Linked DNA regions of Zea mays: region 2 is linked to region 1. Evidence: chromatin contacts called from public Hi-C data. All regions are on one chromosome and are shown on one strand. Each heading gives the region's core, a stretch centred on a gene start, on an enhancer-like site or on the middle of the called end of the contact. The rest is flanking DNA. Distances are from core to core; before and after follow the strand shown. Region 1 holds the start of LOC100284346. Region 2 holds the start of LOC100281707 (ATPase, coupled to transmembrane movement of substances).

Evidence for each region. Hi-C and Micro-C count contacts between places; a contact is called where the count stands out from the background.
Region 2: a contact with region 1 is called in a Hi-C map of bundle sheath, with 1.8 times the contacts expected there. The contact joins the promoter of LOC100281707 here to the promoter of LOC100284346 in region 1. A contact is called at or near these places in 4 of 25 Hi-C or Micro-C datasets (bundle sheath, ear, endosperm and 1 more).

What each region holds. Positions count from the first base shown.
Region 1 is chr6:153,676,118-153,682,843 of Zm-B73-REFERENCE-NAM-5.0, reverse strand. LOC100284346 reads right to left here and starts at 5,316. Exons shown (of 1, transcript NM_001157241.2): 1 at 4,363-5,316. The coding sequence starts at 5,207. The coding sequence ends at 4,593.
Region 2 is chr6:153,890,029-153,896,707 of Zm-B73-REFERENCE-NAM-5.0, reverse strand. LOC100281707 (ATPase, coupled to transmembrane movement of substances) reads left to right here and starts at 1,619. Exons shown (of 1, transcript NM_001154627.2): 1 at 1,619-4,031. The coding sequence starts at 1,817. The coding sequence ends at 3,901.

The DNA.
Region 1 (6,726 bases), core at 4,067-6,566:
TAGAAGGTGAACAAATCGTTATTTCTCCGTAACCCATGATACGGTGCATAATTCTTATTGAGTCCACTAAATCTGAATCTATTTTTTTTTCGTACGAAGCGCTAACGAATGTGTCCAAACTTCAACAATGCAAATGCACCACCAACTCGATGGAAAAGCAACCTCACAAACCGGACTGGAATGCCCGGTACTTTGGGCCGCCCAAGCAGGCCTTTTTTTTGGGCTTCTGCCGGTTGCAAAAGATAGCTGGAGATTTTATAAGAACGACCGAAACTGAATGAGAGCACGCACTCAGCTAGACTAGACAAAACGATTTGCTCTCAGTTTTTTTTTAAAAAAAAAACTTTACCAAAATAATCTTCTCTTTAGCAAGCTATATGCGAAAATATCGACGGAACATGGTATTCAAACTAAGCCTAGAAATTAGCTACTTTTTTATCGGCACGGCTTACTTATTACCGGCCTCTGATTCTTGCAGATTAATATACGAAACAAAAATTGTTATTTTTTGTTGACTCGCGTAGTGGATTGAAATTGCCCTTTTTTAATTACCACCAATTATTCGTGACCGACGAAAATTAGCCTAGTTAATTTTCATCGCCTAGTCAAGCAATAGGAATTAGTTTAGCTAATTTCAGTCAACTAATCATAACCAACAAAAATTAGCCTTGACAACTACATGTTAATTCTTACATCCATCAACAACAATTATATATAGACACACACTAGTATGATGACACCACGGTTTACAAGGTACGAGTATGCATGACAACCTTATAAGGAGAATTCTAGCTATTAAAGTTGCATTGTATGGTCCAACGACCATTGCCAGATTAGTTCGACACACCCTGTAACTCTCTGATCTGTTTGAACAGACCGTTAGATCCATCTTCCATTCTCCAACGAACTACCATTCATAGGGTTCAACGATCAAGCTCTCTTAGGCTATCTACATGGAGGCGTCAGGCCATCGTTATTAGTCCAATGACCCTAAAACGTTAGGATCTGATTCTGATGCCTCTAAAACCCTCAAATATTCCAAGCTATGGAAATATTATGAGTGGGGTTTGATCCATACGTCTTTTGGGGTCATCTGAGCTTAGTGTGTACCATACTAAATTTATTTGACATACCTAGGTCAAGCTACTAGTTCGTACCCCTTTATAATATAGTTACAGTAAATAAAGTTTTAAACTACTCTAAAGAGATGTTTGAATGCACTAGAACTAATAGTTAGCTGCTAAAATTAGTTGAGACATTCAAATAGTTTACCTAATAGTTTAGCTATTAGCTATTTTTAGCAAATTAGCTAATAGTTAGATAGCTAATTTCAATATCAATTTCAGTCAACTAACTATTATCTATAGTGCATTCAAACACCCACTAAGTATATCTCAACTCCAACAACACTTAAAAATAGCCTATCCTTGACCTTGCCATCTGTCCTTTTAAAGTCGAAATGAAATCCACGCTCGGGGGCATCAAAATTATCGATGGCCCAACAATCACCACTATTATGGCCTAACTTTAATTGTCTCGGTAAAATCCATGTTAATCATTATAACCTTATATTGTCATTAATAATGGAAACCACTAAGGATCCGGATGCTTTCACAGATAAATCAATCGATAAAATTAGATGATTCCTGGCCAAGATCCTGTTTTCTGCATAGCTTCGGTGATTGCTACACGAGATCGCTGTTTAGACATCGATTTTATCGGCAGATGACCAATTTACGGTCATTATCTGCAAGGAGAGGGATGCTCCTAGACACTCCAACAAGGACACGATGCGCGCCTGATTATTGCTGTAGCAAGTCACGCTGTGCATCCACTAGCAACTGGCCGTCCGGGCCGGAAACATGAGTTTCCCGTGCTCACTGCATAGGACAGATCTGCCTTGTGGTCATGCCTGTTCTTGCCGCATGATCTGATTGCTATTCAGCCACATGGTGTAGATTGTGATTTGATAGTGTTCCTGATCTGACGACAGATGGTGTTTTGATTTCTTGGCCTAACAGTCTTAGAAACGACGTGATCTCTCTGTATAAGACAATGAAATCATGTATCCTAGATTCTGGCACGAATATGATATTACTCCCCTTTTCTACAAATCTTAAGAACAGCTTTAAAAAGAACAAACAAAAACATATATGTTCTAACATTATTTTCTAATCAAGCGCTATTATTAATATAGTTAATGGTGATTAGTTGATTAATAGAAAGTAACAACATAATAACTATTAAATTTATACAGCTACTAACTGAAAAAACTGTTTTTGCCTTCTAAAATTCCTTAGCTTAGTATGAAAAGTTTGATCAATTCTATCCGCTTTGTTGAGTATTCTCGAGTCGACGTCCTCGTCATCGCACTGTCACCGCTCAGTTGTAATCAACTTTGGAAATGTTTAAGTAATAGGGGAGTATATAATGCACTAATTTGTGTTGTTGGCGGCGCGTCCTTGTTGAGATCTCAGTTTATTCCAACTTTGGAAATTTCATGTCTTTAAGTCTTCACAGAATAAAACAAGTTTAAAGGGTGTTTGGTTTTTAGGGACTAATGTTTAGTCTTTTCATTTTATTCCATTTTAGTTTATAAATTAACAAATATAGAAACTAAAATAGAGTTTTAGTTTCTATATTTAGTAGTTTTGAAACTAAAACGGAATAAAATGTAGGGACTAAAAATTAGTCCCTAGAAACCAAACATCCATTAATATGTTTTTGACAAAACACTATAGTAGACACTTAAAACTTCCTTATAATCATCGTACAATCATAATAAAATTCTTAAAACTATAGATATGCCCCATTAGTTACTTACCAATATATCTAATCTAATTAAGTTTTAATTCATCGTATATCAAGAGATACTCCCTCTATCTCAAATTAAAATTCGTTTTAACTTTTTACTAGATTGATAAAATAATTAATGTATGTGTTATATATATATAATCATCTATATGAATATGAAAAAATATAGAGATAAAACAACTACTATTTTAAAATGGAGGGAGTATAAAAAAGAATATAATAGAAATTTTTTATATCTCTTGACATAAGTTAAATTAAAACTTGATACGTTGGTAACATAAATAATGAACTATATTTATATTTTTTTGTAAAAATAGTTATGATATTGATAGTTCGATTGCACGGGAATCTTAATTACACAACCATTTTTTTCTTGTTTTTTGGCCTTCACGGGAGAAAGCAAGTTTGGGCTATAATTACTAGTCCTTTTTTTTTAAACTTAAACCATGTCCTTGTTAGGGTGTTGTTTTCAGAGAAACTAGGAACACCCGAGAACCCAAGACGAGTCGTTGTCGTGCTTTCCTGTTGTCACTGCTTTTGTCAAAGCCACGGCGCTTGCACATAGAGTGGTATCGATCACAATGAACAACCCTTGCTGTAGCTTTCGTTCTCTCTACTGAATGTATATCTCATATTACCACTGCTTTCCTCAAAACCACGGCATGCGCTAAAAGTGTGTTTGGTTTGGTTTTTGCCCACTAAATTAAAAACGTCAAACCAAAAGGCTAGAACTACAATCATGAAACAGTTTTTACTAATAAAAGTCGACTTTCTCAGAAGAAACTTTAGCGACTTTTAGTGATTTCTATCCAACGGTTTTTAGTTTTTTAATAGATTACAACATATAACAACTTTTTTTATAATTCACGGTCCACAACAACTTTTTTTCATAACCACAACCCAACCCTAATACGTCATCAGTGTAGTAGTTCACAACTTCACACGAAATTCGCTATAATCATGTTCGCTTGGCTTTAATTCATACCAGCTTTAACTACTTATACAATGTTTTTGTACCTATAAACTGCAGTTATAACAATCTAAACAGCCGGCTTCTACTAAAACAGCCGGCTTCTACTATTTCTACGATGTTTTAATCCAAGCTTTTTTGTCTATATGGATTATATTTTTGGTCGTCTGAACTGAACCGAGTATAAAAAAAGGAGGCAAGGAGAAGACTGTCTTTCAAGGCTGTTTGGTAGGGCGCTTGTGCTGGTCAGACTAGAAATCTATCTTAGCGTTAGGCTTCCCAAATCCAACACACATGGGAATGTTGGGCCTGCTAGGTTGACTTCCAAATCAAAGATTTAGCAACCAAATTTTTGACAAAAAATATTTACTAACAAGCTAAATACGAGGTATTAGCAAATTTCGGCAAGAAACCAAACAGAGACAAAAAAAAAAACTTGGTTTGCCTGAGTTTTAGCTACCAACGATCAGCATCGTTGTCAGCCCCTTGTGTTTGTGGTATGAACGCACTTGTGCCAAATTAAGAGAACCCCAAATAACAATGAGACGCAAACTCCGAACTACTAGCAGACTGCAATTGATGAAAGCCGAAACAATTCCATTGAACATCCATAGCAGTACAATGGATGCAGATTTGCATTGTATAGTACACAAAAACCAAATGAAAAAGGGGGCTTTTTTACGTGGCGCTGTCCGTGTGATTCCAGTGTAGTATATGTACATACATAATAAAATGAAAGAAATCCAATTTGTGGGAGCGGAGCGGAGCGGGGCAGAGGCAGAGCAGGACAGGCACAGGATCCTTGTTCCTAGGCACCGATCCTGCCGAATCCGCCGCCGCCGCCCGCGGCCATCATGAGCTTGAACTCGTCGAAGGAGACGAGGCCGTCGCCGTTGCGGTCGACGCCCTGGATCATGCGGCGGCACTGGGCGACGGTGGCGGACTCCCCGAGGCCGCGCAGGACGCGCGCGAGCTCGGCGGGCGTGATGAGGCCGTTGCCGTCGGCGTCGAAGACCATGAAGGCGTGGCGCAGGTCCTCCTCGACGGCGGCGGCGTCGGCGGACGCGGACTCCATGAGCGCGGCGAACTCGGGCAGGCTGATGCAGCCGTCGCCGTCCGCGTCCGCCTCCTCCATCATGCGCGACACCTCGTCGTCGGTCACGGCGTGGCCCACGCCCTCGAACAGCGCCGCCAGCTCGGACCGCGAGATCTGCCCGTCGCCGTTCGCGTCGAACTTGCGGAACACGCGCTCCGTCTCGTCCCTGGTTGTGGTTGACGACGACGACGGTGACCTCCTCGGGAGTGGGGACGGGGACGGCGGCGCGCTGGCCGCGGAGGAGTGCGGCGAGGACGAGCCTGCTCTCCGGGCGCTGCCGCGCTTGCCGCTGCGGGAGCGCGAGAAGAAGGACCGAACCTTGCCCATGGAAGTGGAGCGGGAGAGGAAAGGGAATGGATTGATGTGGCTGGTGATTATTGATTGGCTTTGCCTGTTGAAGATTCGTGGAGGCACTGGTGGTGGATGAGGAGAGAGAGGGAGGGGCGAGGGAGGAGAGCGGGATTTAGGCGGGCCGCGTGAACCGGCCGCGGTTAGTTGTTTCCGTTGGGGTCGCACGCACCGCCAAACTTTCGGGAGGGGAGCCACAGCTCCGCGGTTTGGGCTCGCCAGCTCCGCGGTTTGCGCGTCCCTCTCGCGCCGCGCGTCGGATGAAGACGAACGAGTCGACTCGTCGATCCCCGGGCCCCGGCACGGATAGGGCTGCCATGCCCATGCCAGGCGTGCCACGGAGCGCGCGGGCAAGCACCTGGTTTTGCGGCTGGGACGCGGAGGCTAGCTGGAGATTATGCGGCGGCGCGTGGATCCAGCACACACACCGGGATTGGAACCCCAACTTGTCTCCAGCCCTCCACCCTCGAGCTCGACACGGGCATGTCATCAGGCACGTGCAGCGGGTGGCTTGGCCGTCTGACTTCTCTTCTGTTTCTTGATTCCTATCGGAAGTTCTGAACGTACGGTCCCAGAGCCGGTGGAGTCGTACAAAAAAACGTACGACAAAAGATGTTCTCTCTCTCTGTATCTGTTGTATAGAGCCAGAACCATTTTCTTCCCAGTGACATTCTGATTTGACTTTTGTTAGTATCAACAACTATTTTATTAGACATTTATTGTAGGACTGGACATAAAAACAAAAAAAAACTCATCCGAAAAAAACCGAACTAAATTTCGGTTACCAATCTATGTAAATCGTACTTAATTTCAGAGTTTGGATTTTTTTTATTCGGTTTAAACCATAAACATATGGGCCACGCCCACTGGTCCTAAGTTTAGCCTATCACACACATCACAGGCTCACGACCTTAGGCCCTCAGGCCTTAGCCTCACACAGATGTACGCAGCTCACGGACCTATCGGTCTCATCTCAGGCTCTCAACAGTTGTCCTTGTCGGAGTTATCTCCTTCACGGCGGCTTCACGCTCACGCACGGAGTCACGAATGCGCATCAAACCATACCCTATCTTCGCTCGCCGTGCCGCCACCTCTCGAGTGCGGACTACCAAGCCACCACCAAGAGGCAACCTCTCGCCACGAGTCGGCCACCAGCGGGTCGCCACTCGTCGACCATCGCTCACTACTAGCCACCAGCGGCCACCGCTCGCCACTAGTCGGCCTCCGCCATCGCGCATCCTTCGTCGCCCTGTGCCCCTACCGTCGATGGCCGACCTCGTCGTGCCCTGCGCCCCTACAGTACTGAAGACCGAAGAGGAAAACTAAGGTGAGTGCCAGTGTTGTATTCTTTGCTTATGTTATTCATTAATTGTTAGGTGACTGTGGGCTGTGTGCAGTGTTGTTCTTTACTTATGTTGTTCATTAATCATTAGGTGCAAAATAGAAAATACCAAAACATTAACCTTTTTGTTTTATGACACAATAATGAGCAGTCCTA
Region 2 (6,679 bases), core at 370-2,869, 220 kb before region 1:
CTGTATTGGTAGTATTGGTATGAGACAAAATTTCCAACTATTAGGTAAACGAGTATGGGTTTATGAAGCAATAATCCGAACCCGATTATCCATATGTATTTAATACATGTACACCTGTGTTGTTTATATGAATGAGTTGAGACCAAGTCGGCCATCAAGTTCAACACGACAGCACACCAGACCCTAGGTCCTAGCCCAACAAGGCAACACGACAAGACAACTAGCTAACTAGTAAAAAAACAAAGCCCTAAAATAACCAACCATACGCTACGCCCTGCCCAGCCAGCCAGCCGTCGCACGCCTAGACAGCTGCGTTGGCATTGCGCACTGACGACTTCACCAGCGACGAGGAGCATTGCCGACTGGTAGGAGCCTAGGATGACGGTGATGACCATGGATTCTCAAGCGCCAACGAACTCGGATGGTGACAAGGAAGGTAAGTAGACTCCATTCTCCATTTTTTTATTGGTCCCGAAGTACTAATTTCTTTTCTGATGGATGGATGAATTGATCATGGTTCATGGATGAGTGCTTGTCGATATGGTGATGTCTGAAATCTGGAGAGTTTGTGCTAGATGTTAGTACCTAGTTATCTCTTAATTGGGGATGGAGACCTATTGGGGACCCTAAATCCGAATGAGAATGAGTATGAGATGAATTTTGCACCCATAATAAGTACGTGGATGGGTATGGGATGGATCAAATATGATGGGATGGTTTTCACATTGACATATCTAATCGTGGGGAAGAAAAGGCCGGAGAGGGGATTTTCAGAAGACTCTGTTGATTTGGTGACAAGGGGATCACGAGGGGATTGGAAGAGATTGAGGGGGGAATGAACTAATTTTCCTCTCAATCCCTTCAATCCACCTGTAATCTTTGGTCACCAAATCAGCCCGCATCAGGAGACTGTAGTGGCTGCGGAAGGTACAATTTGTGTATGGACTGTCGGATACGAGATCGATGGCCAAAAATTCGTTTGTGTATATGTGCACCGGTGTAGCTTTGTGCACCCGATACAGAGCCTGCATGAAGACTAATAAACTGAAGCTAAACGCGTCTGTCTATCGGCGGAAGAGCGCTACTCGCGTACTGAAGCTGAAACTTGCTTTTATTACTGCTTGATTGGTTGCTCGCATCATCTTATTCTGTATCATCGTGTGCATTGACTTTATGTGAGCTACTGTTTGGTTACCTGTACGTGGAAGACGTGGTCTGCATGAACAGATGCAACATAAGTCATTTCACTTGCATCCACAGAAACGCTCAAAGCTGGTGTATCCACACAGTCAGCCTCGTCCGAGCGTGCGCGCTCATGTGCAGGTATCCAATCAGACTGTTAGTGTTCGCTCGGCACAGCGACATAACACGCCACGAAACGCAGGCAGGCCCCGTGGACGGCATTCGACCGACTCATTTCAAGCCGGTTAGGTGTTTAGGTGCAACCGCCACGACACGCTCGGAAATGGCTGTTTGGTCACAGTAGCTCGCGGGTCTCAACGGCCCTCACCCAAACGAGACGAAACGAAATCGTTCCTCTTCAGCTTGGGACGTCCCGTTTGGTACAAGGCCGCGCAGGCTTCCTTCTCCCATTTGCTCAGCCAGATCAAATCATCCAGGCAAGCAAGCAGAGCGCGCGCGCGCTCCCCTCCCTGTCTTTCTTGTCTCTCTGTTCTGAGTGCTTCCTGGTGGAAAGCTTCAAGATCTAGAAGATCGCCATTGGCAAGCTAAGCTAGTGGTGGTGGGTGCCGTGATGAAGCGTGCGTGCATGGGTGCGTAACACGTCCAAGCAAGCGAGCTGGCCTGTGATTTGCAAATGGAAGACGACGAGATCAGCGAGCTATATCTGCTGAGCCGCTTCGCGCCATCCTCGTCCACCACTCATCAGCAGAGGCTTGCAGAGATGCCCATGGATCAGGACCTGTCCTCGGAGCTGGACCCGGCGCTGGTCATGTCGACGTCGACGTCCTCCTCGTCGCCACCGGACTCGGCGGCCTCGCCCTCCTCCTCCTTCTCCCTCCCATCACCGCCCCGCTACACCTTTGCCGTCAACAACCTCTCGTGCCCCGCCCCTCGCCGCCGCGCCGCCAACCTCCTACCGTCGTTCCTGTCCTACTCCTCCTCCGCCGCCGCTTCGCCGACCCCCGATGCCGCCGGCGCGGCGGGCCTGCTCAAGTCCGTGTCCTTCACCGCGTCCAGCTCCAACATCCTCGCTGTCGTGGGTCCCAGCGGCGCCGGCAAGTCGACGCTGCTCCGCATCCTGTCCGGCCGCGGCACGGGCTCCGAGATCGCCAAGCCCGGCACGGTGTCGCTCAACGGGCACGCGGTCACCTCCCGCGCGCAGCTGCGGCGGCTCTGCGGCTTCGTCACGCAGGACGACAACCTGCTGCCGCTCCTCACGGTCCGCGAGACCATCCTCTTCGCCGCCCGGTTCAGGCTCCGCGCCGCCGCGACAGCCGCGGAGCGCAACGAGCGCGTGGAGGCGCTCATGCAGGAGCTCGGCCTGTCCGACGTCGCCGACAGCTACGTCGGTGGCGGGGACGGCTGCGGCGGGCCGTCCGCCGCCCGCGGGGTGTCGGGAGGCGAGCGGAAGCGGGTGTCCATCGCGGTGGACATCGTGCACAACCCACCGGTGCTGCTGCTGGACGAGCCCACGTCGGGGCTGGACAGCCGGTCCGCCCTGGACGTGCTGCAGCTGCTGCACGACGTGTCCCGCGCGCGGCGCCAGGTGGTGGTGCTCAGCATCCACCAGCCCAGCTACCGCATGCTGCACTACATCTCCTCGCTGCTCCTGCTATCCCGCGGCGCCGTCGCGCACGTCGGCACGCTCGCGTCGCTGGAGGACGCACTGGCGCGGTTGGGCCACAAGATCCCCATGCAGCTCAACCCGCTCGAGCTCGCCATGGAGGTCACCGGCCAGCTCGAAGAGGACAGCAGCTCCAGGATCGCCGAGCACAATGCCGACGACGAGGATGAGGTGAGCGGCCTTGTCAGTGGACGACGCCTCGACGTCCCGGACCAAGGCTACTGCAGCCGCTTCACGGAGGTGGCAACGCTGACCGTGCGCTGCTGGCGCACCATGTACCGCACGCGGGAGCTGTTCGCGGCGCGCGCCGCGCAGGCCGTGGTGGGCGGCCTCGGCCTCGGCAGCGTCTACTTCCGCCTCAGCCCGGACAGCCCCGACGGCGTGGCGCTCCGGCTGGGCCTCTTCGCCTTCACCCTCAGCTTCCTGCTCTCGTCCACCGTGGAGGCCCTGCCCATCCTGCTCCACGAGCGCCGCGTGCTGATGCGGGAGGCCTCCAGGCGCGCGTACCGCCTCTCCTCCTACGTGCTCGCCAACGCGCTCGTCTTCGCGCCGTGCCTCCTCGCCGTGTCGCTCCTCTTCTCGGCGCCCCTCTACTGGCTCGCCGGGCTCCGCGCCACGCCGCTCGCCGCCTTCGCCTTGTTCGTCCTTGCCGTCTGGCTCATCATGCTCATGGCCAGCTCCCTCGTGCTCTTCCTCAGCGCCGTGTCGCCGGACTTCGTGCTCGGGAACGCCCTCATCTGCGTGTTCCTGGGCGTCTTCTTCCTCTTCTCCGGCTACTTTATCCCCAAGGACAACATCCCGAGGTACTGGGCGTTCATGTACTACGTGTCCATGTACAGGTACCCGCTGGACCTGCTGCTCATCAACGAGTACGGGGGCAGCGCAAGGGGCAGGTGCGTGGCGTGGATGGGAGGAAAAAATGACGCCATGCCCGGAGGCGTGTGCTTGAGGACCGGAGCCGACGTGCTCAGGGACAGGGGTATCGACGAGGGGATGAGGTGGGTCAACGTCGGAGTCATGCTGGGCTTCTTCCTGCTCTACAGGATCTTGTGCTGGGCTGTGCTCGTCAGGAGGGCCTCCAAGACCACCCTGTGATTGTGATCTTTTCAGGGAGCAGGGTTAGGTTGATTCCGGCGAACAGCTCTGTGTCTCATCATGCATCATTTTCTGTTTGGAGGTGAAGAGAGTCATTGGTTGATTAAATTGGATCATGTAATTATTCCAATATCTTATGTTGTATTCCTTTACTTTGAAACTTTTTTTCCTATATTTTGGGACTGGTGTTAAGTAAGTAAAAGTAATGTTAATCCGCGGCGTGCTGTGGAATCTGAATATATTTTTGGTAATCAATCACAGTTATTTCAATAACAAATTGCTCAAATTCTGGCTCGTTAACAAGCTTTAGTGTAAGGCTGGAGGATGATTCTGTTCATTGTAAGTGCAAGATCAACAAAAAATCAGCAACTGGACAGAGTATTCGGCGTGTGGAAGTGCTTGCCTGCTTGGTGAACCATCTCAACAACAAAGTTCACCAGCCACTTGCGACACAAACTGAAAATGTTGGGGGCCCTTCCCGAGCTCGACCCTAAGACAGTCGATGAAACACAAACTATTACAAACAAAACCGATCGTTGAGCTGGGCTGGCCCAACGAACAAAGTAGTGCGAGCACTGTGTAGTGTATGATATTACCTCGCTATTTCAAATTAAAAGTCAATTTTGATTTTCTAGATAAATGATGTTTATCTAGGCACCTAGTAAAAGTTATGTACCTAAAAAAGTTAGAACGGTTTATAATATGAAATAGAGAGTAACATGTTAAGGTGACATTTTTGTTTGGGTTGAGTGGCAACATATTTACCATTATGTGAATGAGGTGATATGAGAGGTTTAGATTGCCATCGCTCGATAGTTGCAAAAGTTTTTTTTTTAAAAAAGCTTCATTTTTGTAGGTAGCCCAATTAGCATGAGAACTATTTGGTGCATAGGGTGGCTCAAGCGATTCTATAGTAGCGTTGATCGGGAGAGTTAACCTAGGTGGGTACTTCATCATAGACTAATCAACCAAAATCACAGAAATGATCCCTTTTTGTGGAGATGGCTTTTGTTTCTCCTTTTCTGTTTTTTTGGGATTTACTTGTATGCAATTTACCTATGTTTTTACTTTCCTAGATTTAAGAAGTGGGATTGCTATGATTAGAACTTAGGTACATCATTTTAGAGGTAGAATAGAAGTATTAGATAATCCTAGAGCCTATTTAGATAGAATTTAATATAAATTTGTCTTTATGGAGCGATTAGCCTAGTACCAATCCTGTTGGAAGTCCTAATTACATCCCTTCTCATGAAACTACCGTTCCGGTGAATAGGCAAAACCTAAAATTTAATTCTTTAAAACAAAACATGATCCCCTGATTAGCGGTTAGAACAAGATGAACAATAATCGGAGTACAAAGCTAAGTCTTTTTCTTGTAAAACTGTTGCTTCTAAAGAACGTGGAATTAACTTAAAGCAACACAAAGGAATATCTATGACGAATAGAGCAAGAGAACTTAGATAACTAGTATGAAGACAAGTTCTTCCTTGCAAAGAGTTCCTTCTTCAAATAAGAATCTATCTCTAAGCAACAAGAAGTAGCATCAACAAAGAATACACAAGAGAACTTAGAGAGGGACAGGAAAAATAAATCACAAGCACAACAATCACAAGAGACATGGACGATTTGTTTTACCGAGGTTTGGTTCACAAAGAACCTAATCCCCGTTAAGTCCATCTAGGACGGGTCTTTTTTCAACCCATTCCCTCTCTCCAACAGTCACCAAGGCCATTTGACTGTTTCCTTCTTTGTCAATCAAAAGGCTGAAGCCTTCTCAAGGCCTTCTACAAAGTTAAAGAGGCTCTTGCTAGCTTTACAACGAATAGGAGTCAAAACCCCACGCGCAAATGATCACAAGAGGCAGAACACTCTCTCTTCTCAAGTATTTTCACAAGGCACTATCACACAACACACACGAGTAGCTATTTCTTGCTTGATTCTCTCATTTATGGCACTTGTGAGGCTTTTGTCTCAATTGTAGTGTTGCTCTAGTGGATAGGAGTGAATGTCCAGCTCTTATGTCTTTAAAGTGCAAAATGAGGGTGTATTTATAGCTCCCAATGCCCAATATAGCTATTGGGGTCTTGTTCTCAAATGCTACGAGTTAAGAACAAGGCAACACAAAACGTTAAAGGTTAAGGCCCTTCGTCCTTCGAAGCATTATTTCCCTTAAGATATAATGATCTTCAGACGAAGGTTGTGAAGGATGAACCTTCATCATCGCAGTATAGATTAATGGAAGAAGAAGCATATGAAATATAAAAGGCAACATAAATAATCATGTAATCATATAATACTATTGATATCTTTTCTTCAATTGTCATGGATAAATAGAAATAATATTGAATTACATTTATACCTTCGGCTTGACAGAAGGTGAAAAATCAAAGCATGACGCAATAGTGAATACAAGTCAGCGTGAACAGTACGGGGGTACTGTTCACCTATTTATAGTCACAGGACGCAGCATGTACGAGTTTACATTTATACCCTTTATAACTGGTTACAATCAAGACACAGGTTATCATGGGCCGATCGGTCTTTGCATCTTTAAGTCGGTGCAACCCTTCGTCTCAAGGCGTGTCGCTATGCCGAAGCTCCCTGAATGGTATCTTCGGTGTTGCTTCTGTGTTAACCTTCTGAGCAGGACCTTCGGCGACGAAGCAGACCCCCAACAGTAGCCCCTTCACGGTGCTAGATCGTTTTTCATAACGAGCTTGATCCGTGAAAAACTCTCCTAGGCTTCGGAATGCCGAAGGTCCGAAAAACACCTTCCCT